2 separate regions of the Lactuca sativa genome follow, and region 1 is linked to region 2. Evidence: chromatin contacts called from public Hi-C data. All regions are on one chromosome and are shown on one strand. Each heading gives the region's core, a stretch centred on a gene start, on an enhancer-like site or on the middle of the called end of the contact. The rest is flanking DNA. Distances are from core to core; before and after follow the strand shown.

The links. Hi-C and Micro-C count contacts between places; a contact is called where the count stands out from the background.
Region 1: a Hi-C map of leaf shows a contact between it and region 2, with 8 times the contacts expected there. The contact joins the promoter of LOC111877721 here to the promoter of LOC111877720 in region 2. A contact is called at or near these places in 4 of 4 Hi-C or Micro-C datasets (bud, leaf and seed).

The regions. Positions count from the first base shown.
Region 1 is chr3:209,808,524-209,815,893 of Lsat_Salinas_v11, reverse strand. LOC111877721 (nuclear transport factor 2B) reads right to left here and starts at 3,235. Exons shown (of 2, transcript XM_023874229.3): 1 at 2,853-3,235; 2 at 1,736-2,010. The coding sequence starts at 3,149. The coding sequence ends at 1,936.
Region 2 is chr3:209,199,435-209,206,791 of Lsat_Salinas_v11, reverse strand. LOC111877720 (protein NUCLEAR FUSION DEFECTIVE 4) reads left to right here and starts at 1,902. Exons shown (of 3, transcript XM_023874228.3): 1 at 1,902-2,360; 2 at 2,687-3,624; 3 at 4,503-5,170. The coding sequence starts at 2,025. The coding sequence ends at 5,013. It overlaps LOC111877715 (peroxidase 55), which reads right to left. Exons shown (of 3, transcript XM_023874224.2): 3 at 5,979-6,536. The coding sequence ends at 5,979.

The sequences.
Region 1 (7,370 bases), core at 1,986-4,485, 610 kb before region 2:
TTATAAAACAATTTGTAAGATTTTATATTAATGAAATATTGTATAATTTTAATTAATGTTTAATATTCTTTGTTGGATGCTGCAAAGACCATCTCAGTTCTGACCAAACCATTCTAACCGAAAGCACACCAAAAAAAATAGCTGACTAGTCCGCAACTGATGTTCATATTTACCCTAAAGTACCAAATATAATTGTCCATTTATTTTCATTAACGAGAGATCAATAGACAAATATATTTACCCTAAAGTACCAAATATAATTGTCCATTTATTTTCATTAACGAGAGATCAATAGACAAATATATTTACCCTAAAGTACCAAATATAATTGTCCATTTATTTTCATTAAAGTACCAAATACAATTGTCCATTGATTATAATGGTGTATATGTTTACATTAATGATAGATTAATTAACAGAAAAACATTAACCTTCTTGATATTAGAGCTTAATTATCACCACTACATTTTTGATCTCTCATCGATGCAAATAAATGCACAATTACATGGTACTTTAGTATTTAATCAAAAATAGTATTTAAAAAAAAAAACTAATTATCAGGTTTAGTGTATCTTATGTCCAAAAAATAGTATTTAATCAAAAATGGCTAAATCCATTTAAAGCGTATATATGAAATCGATGTGATTTTAATCATATAATAAAAACGTTTGTAAATACAATGATAGCCTTTGCAAAGAAAACGAGATTTAATAAATTTCAAACATGAATGAATTGAATTTTGTCACGTGTTTGGTTGAAGAACACTAAGGGGTATTTAGCTTAGCTTTTTAGAAACCAAAAATTCTTTTTGGAAAAATTGCAAAAAATCAGATTTTCCTAACTTTTCCAAAAAAGTGATTTTACTTCTATCCAAAAGTAGTTTTTAAAAGTCTTTTGCCAAACATCTTTTTGCCTTTGATCTTTTTTAAAAAGGACTTTTGAACTCTCAAAAGTTAAGCCAAACACCCCTAAGACCGTGTTTTCTTATTTTTTAAGCTTTTTTAAATTAACATGTTGGCAAGTAAAAAAATAATTGATAAACTATTTTTTTTTAAAAGCTACTTAGACGCTACCTATTAGCTGAAAAGCTAACTGATAGCTAAAAAAACTAACTGTTAAATAAATTAAAAAGTTGGATGATAGCTAAAAAATTATCCGTTAAAAAAATAACATTTTGTTAAACTAATAGAAAAGCTAGCCGAAAGATATAAAATGTCATAAAAAAACATTTAAAAGAATTTGTTTCAAAAATCAATTAAATGGTACATTTGAAAATTTTTAAAAATCTCCAAAATAGCTAGTTTAAATAGTTTTTCAAAAAGCTAACTTCTAAATTATTTTTTGGTTTGTCAAACATGACAACTTAAAAAACTTTAAAAAATAAACTAGCATATCAAATAGCTAGATAGCTGTAGCGCGCCAAACACAGTCTTAAACTAGTTTTTCAAGAGTAGCTAGCTTTTCAGGTATCAATTAGCTTTTATAGGCTCCCAACTAGTTTTTCAGCTAGCCTTTTAAACATAGCTTGAATGGAATTTGTAAGCTTTCACAAAAAAAAAAAAAAAAAAAAAGGAATTGAGTTCCATGGTATCTATTGGAAGGTTGAAATCCATCCTTAAAATGGATTTCTACATTCCAACAAGCATTCAACTCCATATTCATTTACATTCAAACACATGATTAGAATGGTAAACAATTCCAATTTCAACCAAATCCCAGGATTCAAGACCACAAATGATAAGAATTATAAGAACAAGTTTCATATGAAAACAAACATAATCTTCAAGTTTAGAAAGATAAGCAACATCTAGAGACTAAAATGATTGATTTATCATCTTAATACTCTAATTAAAAAAAAGCATATTTGAAATTTGACAAGAAATGGATGTTGAAAATCTAAAAAACACACTTGGGGTTTGAATATGACACCTTTTCTCATGCATAATTCAAGCGGAATATGTCATTGTACACATAAAAGCTTCCTTGTGGTGTCGGCATCAAATGGAACATCTGAATCAAAAATCAGCCACTATCAGAAATTCTTCAACAAACACTTTCTACAATTCATGAATTTAAAAAAAAAAAAAATCCACATGGATGCCATATAGGATTAAATACCTGTTCACCCAATTGAAATCCACCAAAATGGTGCAATGAGAAAACAAATATAAGTATAATAGCCTAATGAATACAATTAAAAGATATGTGACATACAGTAATGCCACAAACTTGTCTTAAAACTTGTAAAATCAAATGTTTGGATCATTGATTTAGGAGTTGATAAACATAGGACAATGCTAATAAGGAGTTACAAATGTTGTTGACATAAGTGATTTAAACATAAAAACTGATCAGCCTAATAGTTTCCATAAAGTTATGAACATTGGAAATTTGAAAGTTCCAACTTCTGTAACACTAGAGAACCCTTTCATGTCAGTGAGCATAAGTCTTGTGAGTTAAGAGAGTTGGATATGTTTTACAATCTTGTAAGAAATCAGTTTGGGAAAGCTGTTAGAGCTCAATATTACTAGTGTTCTTAACAAAGAGAGAGTTGCGATTCAGAATTTAAGTGTATACGCACCACAGCAAAGTGGGGTGGTTGAAATTAAACACAAACATTTGTTGAATGTTGTCAAGATGATCAAAGTGAAACTGTATTAATCGTCACAAATCTGTAGTTGAGGGCATTAATCGAAGCTCTCCAAGCAACGACAAAACATCTAGGCCGTTTTCAATTAGGATTGTAATGTAAACCCTAAATTCTCACTATTCTATGAATCAAAAGCACAGATTAAGATCCAGATTAAAGCAATCGAAATAAAGTTGTGCGGACAAGGTGTTTGAAGAAATACCTGACTGAATCGCAGAGCGTGCTGTTCACCAGCAAGCTGGAGATTTCCGCTGACGAAAACAAGCATACCGCCGGCAGGTCCAGATGGCTGACAATCGACGGTGGTGATGCTGTGTTTGCACTGCTGGAAAGGGAGGGAGGTGAGCTTGGCGACGATGTTCTGAGAGCCTTGGATCTTCTGGCCTTCAAAGGTCAACATGGAAGTATCTTGATACAGATTAGCTAATCCAGCGCGATTGTTATCGAACGTCGAGTAGTAATGATCTACGAATGCTTTCGATAAAGCGTCTGGATCCATTTTTGTTTCTCCGCCTTCGTTCACCTCTTTCTGTTTCACTCTGTTTGTGTTTCTATCCCTTTCTTTCTCCCTCTCTCAATACTCAACTCAGCTGATAAATCACGCTACAATGAGCCGGGTATGGTTAGGCCCACCCAAAAAAAAAGTTGCAAAACTATGAAATGGATTCTTATAGTTTTTAGATTTATTTGTAAATCTTTTAAGGATATATAAGTAAAATCTTAATATTTTCATCGATCGATTTGATAAGAAAATCCTAAAATTTATTTTTTTGACAGTAAAGTCCTAACTACCGATGGTTTTTGACGCTGTTACCCATTTTTGCAAGTTAGCCGATAATTATGATTTTTTTGTCAAAAAAATAAAGTTTACGACTTTCTTGTCAAATCGTAAATTAGGACTTTAGTGTCAAAAAATAAAGTTTAAGACTCTTGTCAAATTGTTGAAAATATTGGGACTTTAGTGTATATATCTATTTTTTTGTTAGAAATTTAATGATATGATAGTCTTTAAGCATAAGAGTTATTGAAACATGTTCTAGTTAGCGAGATCCTCTTGAAATCCTTAATCTTTGCTTTTTGTTAAATAGTTTTTTTAATCTCAACAAAACATTATTGAAAAAAAATAGAGATAATCAAGGAAGAAAGAAAACATCAGGGTTGTGGGTTATGTTGGATTTTTACGGTCCTAAAAATGGAGAACTAACAAAACAGGAAAAAAAGTTGCCTTTCGGTGAGAATGTGGAGAAGGGGTAAGAAGGCGATTTTTTTCTGGTTTCTTAGTTCTCCATTTTTAGGACCGCAGAAAACCAACACAACCACAACCCTGATTTTTTCTATCTTTCTTGATTATCTCTATTTTTTCAATATCATTTTGTTGAGATTAAAAAAATTATTTAACAAAAAGCAAAGATTAAGAATTTCAATAAGATCTAGCTAACTAGAGCATGTTTCAATAACTCTTATGCTTAAAGACTATCATATCATAAAATTTCTAACCAAAAAAATTGATATATATACTAAAGTCTCAATATTTTCAACAATTTAATAAGAAAGTCCTAATTTTTTTTTTACAGTAAAGTCCTAATTTACGATTTGACAAGAAAGTTGTAAACTTTATTTATTTATTTTTTGACAAAAAAAATCCTAATTACCAGTTAAACGGCAAAATGTAAAAGCGTCAAAAACCGCTGGTAGTTAGGACTTTACTGTCAAAAAAATAAATTTTAGGACTTTCTTGTCAAATCGATGAAAATATTAGGTCTTTACTGGAAATATCTTTTTTTTTAAATAAATGATTAATGTGATTTATAAAATTCATAAATTTTCTCCTTTATTATAATTTATGTGAATAGTATCATTTAATTTTTTATATTAATACTTTATTTTATATTTCTTTTAATTACAAAAAGCCAAAAATTAGATAGACCCCACCATCACACCACATTATTCTTGTTTTTTTAGTTCCTCGATTTGTTGTCATCATATATTCATACAACCTAAAGAGAGTCAGATTTAGCATCTCATACGGTATGTGGTTTGACCGCACTCAGGATATATAGATTTAAAACTTTTTTTTGTTCGTCTGGTTCGATTAACGACATCAATATTCTTAATCATTTACTTACATTTAACAACATATATGACTGATTTGCACCAAATTCTTCTTTTCATGTATATATAACGTCATATAAGTATGGTTGTTATCTTGTTGATGGGATCTATTTTGAGTATGGTGTGTTTGTTAAATCATTTTCATGTCTACATGGTTCTAGACGGAAAAATTCAAGAGAGTTCAAGAAAGAGCTAAGAAGGATCTCAGTCGGGCTCTTGGATCTCTTAAGAAGCGTTGGTACATAGTGAAAAAAACCAATAATTTATTTAGACGAGGAAAAACTTCAAGAACTCATGTATACATTTATCATATTGGCATATTGCATAATATGATTACTGAAGACGGATGAAAAGCGATATGTGCGTATGACGAACAAGAAACCATCCCCAATATACAACCAATAGAAATTGGTTGCAACAAGTACATGGATAGAAGAGTAGAGATATGTTCGCACTAAAATATTTCACAATCATTGCACGGAATTTGTGGAACACATTAACCTCAATTTAGATCCCCTAGATGACTCAGAAGACAAGTTCTCTGAGGACGACTTCATGTAGTATAATTTCATTATTTCATTTGTGTTTTTTAAAGTTATTTTAATCGTTTCATGTGTGTGTTTTTTTTGTTTGTATGATTTTTTTTTAATTTGATGTTTTTTTTTTAATTTTAAGTAAGCAATGCAATGTTTTTTTTTTTGAAGTAATGAAATTTTATGTTTTTTTTTATTAAAAGTGAAGTTTAATTTAAATTAAATTATTAAAAAAAGTGTGGCACCACTCATTGGGTGTGGCAAAGAGCCGCACTTTTGTGGTAAAAGTTGGCGTGACGCTTACGTGGTAGTGAAGGGAGTGCAATTTTCATGACACCACTCATTCCAGACTAAACTAAACCGCAAAGTGAGATAAAGTAAAGAATTCAAAATGATGCAATGTTGTGACATGAATCGTACAGATTTACATAACTAGAAGAAAAAGATGAATCCTCAAAACCTAAAAATGAGAGGAGGGATGGGAGATCATAAACCTGTAACTAAAATGACTATTTTTCAAGTTAATCTGATCATATCAAAATCATGCAATTAAAAATGTATAAAGATAACAAAGCTGATAAATCAACTGACAATCAAAACTACAACATATAAAAAACCTACAATAAAAACTTAGAAATATCAAAACCTAAACATAATTTCATCGAAGACGAGTCCTCAAAAACTGATAGATGATGAGTCCTCAAAAACTGATAAAAGTAAAGGTTTGTTGAATGTATGAGTGCTTAAAACTAATAAAATTGATGTGTACACAAAACTAATAAAATTGACGAGTCCTCAAAACTACAAATTTTATAAAAACTATTAACGTTGAAAATTTATCAAACCGATGAGTCATCAATCTAGTTGTTGAAGGCATGAGTGCTCAAAATCGTATTCTTAGGATTGATTTTAGATTTCGGTCAAAGATCTAGTTTTCTACAATTTTTAAAGGTTAGTGATTACAACGGCAAAGATAAATCCATGTGTGTGGGGAATAAAGATGAAACCTTTAATATGTCATATTTTATGGTAGAGAGAATCTTGTTTATTAGAAGTAACAATGTAGCGAAAGGAAATATGAAAGTGAGTGGTAGGTCTACCAAAGGGCTTCTGGCCCAGCGGTATCCGTTGTTGCCCTCCATCCTTGAGCTCGAGGGTTCAAGTCCCGTGAGAGACATAGGTGGAGAATTAGGAGTATTGTAGGAGTAGAATAGATTTGTTGTTCCAAAAAAAAAAAGAGTGGTAGGTCTAGTTTGTAACGTCCCAAAAATACCTAGTAAAATTTTTATTTTAAATAAGTCATAACCATTCATACATTATCTCAAAAGACGATTAGAGTAAAAGTATTCTCAAAACATCAGAGTAAAATCATAAATAATCATTGCAGAATAAATCTGCAGGGGATGTAGTGCGATCAAGTCAGACTCTTCTTTTTAAAACTTAAAGTACCTGCAAATGCTTAAACCATAAAACCATAAGCACAAAGCTTAGTAAGTTTCCCAAAATACCACATACCAAACATTCAAGTGACATAGGCTACCCACATGGTCTTTCCTTGAAATGTCGAGGGCTAAATCTCAGTCTTACATACAAGAGTCATAGGCTACCTCCATGGTCTTTCCTTGCAGTGTCGAGGGCTAAATCTCGATCTTACATACAAGTGTCATGGGTTACCCCATGGTCTTTCCTTGCAAGTATCACAAAGACAACCATCATCCTGCAAACATAATCTAGTGGGCCGGCATTGGTGCGTTCAATCAACGAGTATAGTGAAGAGACTCACCTGAACTACTCATTAGAAGCTTGACCTTTACCTCAGCAATAGAACAGCCAACCCAAGCTTCCTAAAGCCAAAACAAAATCAATCATTGCTCAAATACTCGATTCTACACAAGTTTGACCAAAAGTCAAACTAGTCAAAAATTCAATGCTCAATGGTCAAAGTCAAACAGTCAACATGCAGTCTATTGCCACATCGTGGCCTTCCTTGGCCACGTCGTGACCATGCTAGGAAAAAACGGTCGAGGTTTCAAACTCCACCATGTTGTGGTCACCTTCTCCACACCATAAGAACT
Region 2 (7,357 bases), core at 653-3,152:
ACTTGAGTTCACGGCCCATGGACCATTTGGTCATGTGTTTGCGGCCATAAACACTCATGGGTGTTGATATTTTTATTGTTTTGGGTCCTACACACATCAAGGTAAGATGCTATGTTTGTCTCTTGGCTTAATGAAGGTCTTTAGGGCATTTTGGCACCCTAATATGGAGTTCACGGCCCAAGAACTTCCTTGGCCGTGAACTCACTTTCAACCCTTGATTATATTTGTTTTGGATGTCTAAACATGTCATGTGTAGCCTCAAGGTTCATTTCCAAAGTTTGTAGGGACATTGGGTACACTTTGGCCCTTAAAAAGGAGTTTACTCCCCAAGGTGTTCTTGGGCGGTAAACTCACATATCTTAGTGTTTTGAGGTTGTTTTCTGTCCCTAAACTCATTTGTGTACAAGTCCAAACTAGTTTCATGGCTTAAGGAAGGACTAGGCACCATTTGGCTCGTGAAAAGGAGTTTACTCCCCAAGGTGTTCTTGGGCGGTAAACTCACAAATCTTGTTGTTCTGTCATGATTTTGATGTTATTAAGCACAATCTAAGTTATATAATACAACTAGAGAGAGGTACTCACGATTTGGGATAAAAACCCGAAGATCCGTGAGAGAGAAAATGGCTTTTCTCTAGTTGAAAATGTAACTAATGAATGAATATGGCTCAGATTTCTATAGATAGTCCTGATATTTTTAGCAGAAAATATTTTATTCCCGGAATGAACTCTAATATCCTAGAGAATTGGAATAACAGTGTTGCACAAAACCCTAGTGCATCCACTCTCTTGATATCTCCTTAAGCGTTAAACCTGAAATACTCAAACTTATACCCAAAGTCTGGAATTTCTCTGTAACTGTTCCAACTTCTATTGGTTTGATATGTTTTGTTCAGAATGGAAATTTCGGGTTGTCACAACAACGATGGTCACTTAGTATGCATAAATGTAGGCGCACAATTATTGTAGCTTTTGCTACCCTTCATCTCCGATTGGAAGCGCATGTGCACCAAAAACATAAGCAAAATCGATGGCAATTCCATGATTAAAAGGTGATGTGGACGACATATAAAGATAAGAAGAAGACAATGGTTATTTGGTTATAGAAGAAGGAGGTGGCGAGCCAATGACAATGCAAAAGAGAGGTCACATCTCCATATTTCAAGCCAACTTGTACATGTCACTATTCATAAGCCAAATATCTTTTAATTATATATATATATATATATATATATATATATATATATATATATATATATATATAATTCCAACAAGTTTCAATAAGTTTCTAATTAATTTATTAACCAATAATAAATTAATAAACTATTTATCTTACTCTCATTTTTTTTTGCTATTTTAGCTATTGAAATCAATCCTAAAATGAATTTGTTATTATTTTCAAAGTTATACAAATTAATTATAACAGTGGACATCTATTTTCAATAAATATTATATATTAAAAATAATATTTATTTATATATAATAATTCAATAAAATTAAAAAGAAAATATGTATAAATGGTTCTTATAGTTTGGTAAAAAGACACGATTATAAAAATGATTAATGAGAGTAAAATTATCAATCTAATAAAATTAACAGTCAAATTGTTATAGTTAACTAAATACAGACTAAAACCATACAAAATATCTAAAATAAAAACAATAATATACCACCAAACATTTTTAATCAGAAATCATATATTTTTTACAATCAAACGACCATTTTTGCAATTTTGTAAAAATAAAACATGGATATACCGCCAAACAAATAGTTATCATCATTTTCATTTAAAATAGCAAAACCAATGTGGACAGATTTTTTTTAAAAGGCATTTCGTATTTTTTCCAATATCCTGCCAAACAAACAAAAAATATTTAAAAATTAGAAAAGGACAGTGTTGACAGCAAAGCAATCTACATCCTGAATTCATCACAAAAAGTCTGTTTTGATCACACAGATCTTCACTTCCCGATATTAGAAATCGGAAAACTACAACACCAACATCCATTCTCTCTGGATTCACAAAAATGGGTCGGGTCAAGGATTTGATCCTCACTTTCTTCAACAACAGATGGCTTGTTTTTGTGGCGGCAATGTGGATTCAATCGTGCGCCGGAATCGGCTACTTGTTCGGAAGTATTTCTCCGGTGATCAAGAGTTCATTGAACTATAATCAGAAGCAGGTTGCGAGATTGGGTGTAGCTAAGGATCTCGGTGATAGTGTTGGATTTTTGGCCGGAAGTATGTCGGAGATATTGCCGTTGTGGGCTCTGTTACTTGTTGGTGCTGTTCAGAACTTTGTTGGGTATGGTTGGGTGTGGCTCATCATCACCGGTAGAGCTCCGGTGTTGCCATTGTGGGTTGTAAGTATTATTTCTCCGATCATCTTAATTACTAGTCAACGAGACGTGTGTCAGTGGACCACTCCGTTGATCACCTATCCAATCATGAATCATTTCCTTTTGGTTTTATCATGAAGAAGCTTAATAGTATAATAGTATAACTCAACCTGATTTGATTTCTGTTTTGTTTATTCAAAATTCTGTTGATCATGAGTTCGATTAAACGAATTTCTCTGGGTATGCATTCAATTGATCCATTTCGAAGTGATTTAGCTTCTGTATTCATTAATTTTCAGACAAATCAAAACGTTTTAGTGATGTTGATATGTTGATACGTTGATTTGCAGATGTGCCTTCTGATATTCATCGGAACAAATGGCGAAACATACTTCAACACAGTCGCACTAGTTTCATGTGTTCAAAACTTCCCCAAAAGCCGTGGCCCAGTCGTCGGAATCCTAAAGGGATTTGCAGGTCTCGGCGGCGCAATCTTAACCCAGATATACGCGTTAGTCAAATCACCAGATAGCGCTTCCCTTATCTTCATGGTCGCCGTGGGACCTTCCATGGTGGTCATCTCCCTCATGTTCATCGTCAGACCAGTCGGAGGTCACAGACAACTCCGAACATCAGACGCATCAAGCTTCTCGTTCATCTACTGCATCTGTCTCATTCTCGCCGCTTACTTAATGGGTGTTATGCTCGTCGAAGATTTAGTCGATCTAAGCCAAACCATAGTCCAAATTTTCACCGCGATTTTGTTCGTCCTGTTAGTAGTTCCGATCGGAATTCCATTATGGTTAACCTTTTCTTCAGATCGGAGAAACCCAAACCCAAACGAAGAATCTCTTCTACCCGAATCAGAATACAAAGAACCCGAAAGATCCGAACACGATCCAAACGAAATCATATTCAGTGAACTAGAAGATGAGAAGCCGAGAGAAGTCGATTTACTTCCGGCATCAGAACGACAAAAGAGGATCCTGCAACTACAGTCGAAGCTGGCTCAGGCGGCGGCAGAAGGAGCGGTGAGGATTAAGAGGCGAAGAGGACCACATCGAGGGGAGGATTTTGATCTGACACAAGCTTTGATTAAGGCAGATTTCTGGTTGATTTTTTGGTCGCTTCTGTTGGGATCTGGTTCAGGGTTAACAGTGATTGATAATTTAGGGCAGATGAGTGAGTCTTTAGGGTATGATAACACGCATATTTTTGTCTCCATGATCAGTATTTGGAACTTCTTGGGTCGTGTTGGAGGTGGCTATTTCTCAGAGATCATTGTCAGGTATACAACTTATTATGTCTTTATAAAGTTATAAATACTTTTGTTTGTTTGTGTATTATAGTTTGTACTATAATTACTTTGAAAAGCTACCTCCTTATATAGTATTGTATTTTATATAGTTGATAGATTTAAAATAAAAATAAAAATGATGTAATGGGGAGAAAGGAAAGTAGGATGCTATAGTGAAGAAAATACATGAAAGTATGTTGTTGTTTCTTGTATTTGATTTTGGGTAAATACAATGACAAAAACATACTTTTATTTATTTGTTTATTATAACATTCTACTTTTGTTTTTTTTTTATTACAAACTATACTTTCTTACCTTCAATTCTAGCGTGGTAGCGAGAAATTGTTTTTTTTATTTATTTATTGTTGTAGTTGGTGGATTTTTAAAAGTATAATGTTGAAGAGGTAAAACATCAAGCCATTTTTTGGAAAATGGGTTGAAATTGCCATTTATTTATTATAGCATTCTACTTTTTTTTTCTATTGTAGCATTGTACTTTTAGTTTTCAATTTTAGTGCATCATATTTTGAAAATTTTAACAAATTATAGAATTCTACTTTCAGTTTTTCTCCTATTAAAGCACTTCTTTAAAAATCTACCTAATTATAGTAGTTATAATTGCTTTGTCTTCAAATCATATTTCTATAATTGAGTTGTTTTTTCAAAATACAATGGTAAGTAGGATGCTTTAATAAATGAATGAATGAAAGTATGCTGCTTTTACTATCATTTAACCTTTTCTTTTGCCGATTGATCCGTTATAGATAAAACACAACCAAAATCAACAATTTTAGGAAAACCGTTAAAATTGCGATCTCTAATATTCCAAAACCTTGATAATTCTAATAATTTTTTTTTTCATTTTTCAGGGATTACGCATACCCCCGACCCGTAGCCATGGCAGTTGCCCAAGCCATAATGGCAGTCGGGCATTTATTCTTTGCCATGGGTTGGCCCGGTGCAATGTACATCGGTACACTTCTAATCGGGTTAGGGTACGGGGCCCACTGGGCCATCGTACCTGCTACAGCTTCCGAATTATTTGGACTCAAAAAATTCGGAGCGTTGTACAATTTCCTAACACTAGCGAACCCTGCGGGTTCACTAGTGTTCTCTGGTGTCATTGCCAGCTATATTTACGACTCTGAAGCCGAGAAACAAGCAGCACAACGCCATCAACAAATTACCAATTCCACTTCTTCTTTTCTTACCAAACTTTTTGACACGGATGACGCTCTCAAGTGCGAAGGCTCAGTGTGCTTCTTTTTGACATTCATGATAATGTCAGGACTTTGTATCATCGCACTTATCTTAAGTTTGATACTTGTTCGCCGAACTAAGGTTGTCTACCAGAACCTCTACGGGAGAACCCGCGCTTAAAATTTTTGGACTCGTGGGTGTGATTCTTGTTTTGTTTTGGAATTTTGGAATTTTTATTTTTGTATATTGTTGTTCAAATTTGATTGGAGTTTTGTTTTTTTTCATTTTTTTTTAAATTCAGTTTTTCATGAATCTATTATACTTTGCTTGAAAGATACACACAATCAGTTATTTAGATAGTGTTTGGTTTGATGGAACGAAGAAGGAATTGTGGTTTATATCATCGTAGTGAAAAAGAATTGTTTGTTTTATGCAATTGTATTGGTCAACTGGATATAAATTCCTTACATTTTGTTACTTTTTTTTTTCCTTAGCGTCTTTTTTTGGGTTAAATGAAGAAATACCAAGTATGTCATTTCAATTAGATCATCCTTATATTAATCAAATAACATTATATTTAAATACAACGCTATAATGGATCAACATTTGAAAGTACAAACCAATAATAAAAAAATGAAAGTAAAATGTACAATAGAAAAAGAAATAGGAAGTATATTGTAATTTTTTTTATTTTGACTTTTTTTTCATGCCAACATGGAATTTAATTAAAGACTATAACAAACCTATTTTAATTTATATAAAGTTGAAGAAAACAAATATATTTTTTTTTCAAAATTTCTTGATTTTAATTAGAAATAACAGTGAACATACTTTATAATGATATTTTCTTATTATAGTCTTATTTGGTTTTATTAAGCTTTAATAATTTAATTACTTATTTATCATTTTTGTAAATAAAAAATTCATTATCATCAAATAATATATAGAGTAAAACAAAAATTATACATTCTCTTTATATTTAATATAAAAAATTCCTATGAGAATTCATTTAATTCTTACATCCCAATAACATGACAATATATTCCATAGTCTTGTCAATTTCAATTGTTGGCTGTTCCATTCCATCTAAACTAAAGAGGCTTTAATGCATCATAAATCTTGAAATGAACATTTGGTAAATCTTGTCAATTAAAAGCTGTGCAATCCCTTCTTATTTCACCTTGATTACCAATTTTGACCCCAACCCTACCAAGTTTCCTCATCGCAGTTATAAACGCCGCATTAAAATCATCTCGATTATTAGCAAACTTTTTAACAACTTTTCTGGATGATAAATCCGTGTAAAGAACAACATCCGATGTAAACAAACCCTTGCCTACCATTAGATTCTTATAATAAACATTATCGAAAATGTTTGGAGTATTGGGATCCATATCCACAGTGATAGTGGAATTAGCATTTTTAGGGCAAGTAGCCATCAATTGTTTTGCATAGGTTGGATTCAGTAATGGGTCGACCCGTGAGTGCAAACGGTTGGCAAAGCTTTTGCACCGAGAAACACCGACTGTGTGGGCCCCGGATAGAGCGATCATGTCACACTCAGAAAGGTTTTTCTTTGCAAATATTTTTTTAATTTGATTGAGATTGAAGGTTGGTTTTGGGATGTTTCCAGTGACCCGTGATGCCTTTGAAATAAGTCCGTCTCGCCGGCCTAAATCCACATTGTACCAAGGCCCTCCGGCCTGCATGTATAGATTGATGGACACTTTGTAATGAGTATTGCCATAATTTAAAAAGACAACATGAGTATAAATTTCAATTTATTTAAGTAAATGATTTAGATTATAGTTTTATTATTAAAGGTCAAATTGATTAAAGAAAAAAAAAGGCTAAAAGTAGGTAAAAAGTAAAGGGAAATTGTTATGTACTTTCATCGATTTGTTAGGTTGAAGGAAACGTTTGAGACAGGATTGAAAACAAAACCTTGTCTTTTAATGGCATGATGTTTACCACTCAATTAGCCCAAGTGAGAGGTATTATTCTTCTTAATTCTCTATTTTCTCCAAACTTTTTTAAAACATTTTTCCCAAAACTTTCCTTATAAAAATGATTTTATTAAGAAAATTTATCACTTTTTCTTTACAAACATGTTTTTACGGTGATGAGTGTGAAGAGGAAGTTATGGTTCGAATCATCTTTTTCTTCCGATTCTTTTAAAAGTTGATCTGACATCATGTCAATTTAAGAAACATGAATATCATGATTTTGTTCTTATTTTTTTTCAGAAAAAAAAATATTTAAATATATTAATTTTTTTTTTTCCAATTTGTTTTTTTAAGCAGGCTCACCACTAATTTTATGGTTCACAACTTTTTTGGAAAACCCCTAAGCTTTTTTCTTTCTTTGAAAAAACAGTTATTTTTTTCTTTTGAAAAAACTAACGTTTAACTGGTGTTTCGGTTTAGAATTACTTTGTTTTTCTTGTTGTTTGCGAGATGCTCATAAGTAGTAGCAAACCAAGAACAATGACCCATGATGGTTTGATATCTTAAATTATTTTTAG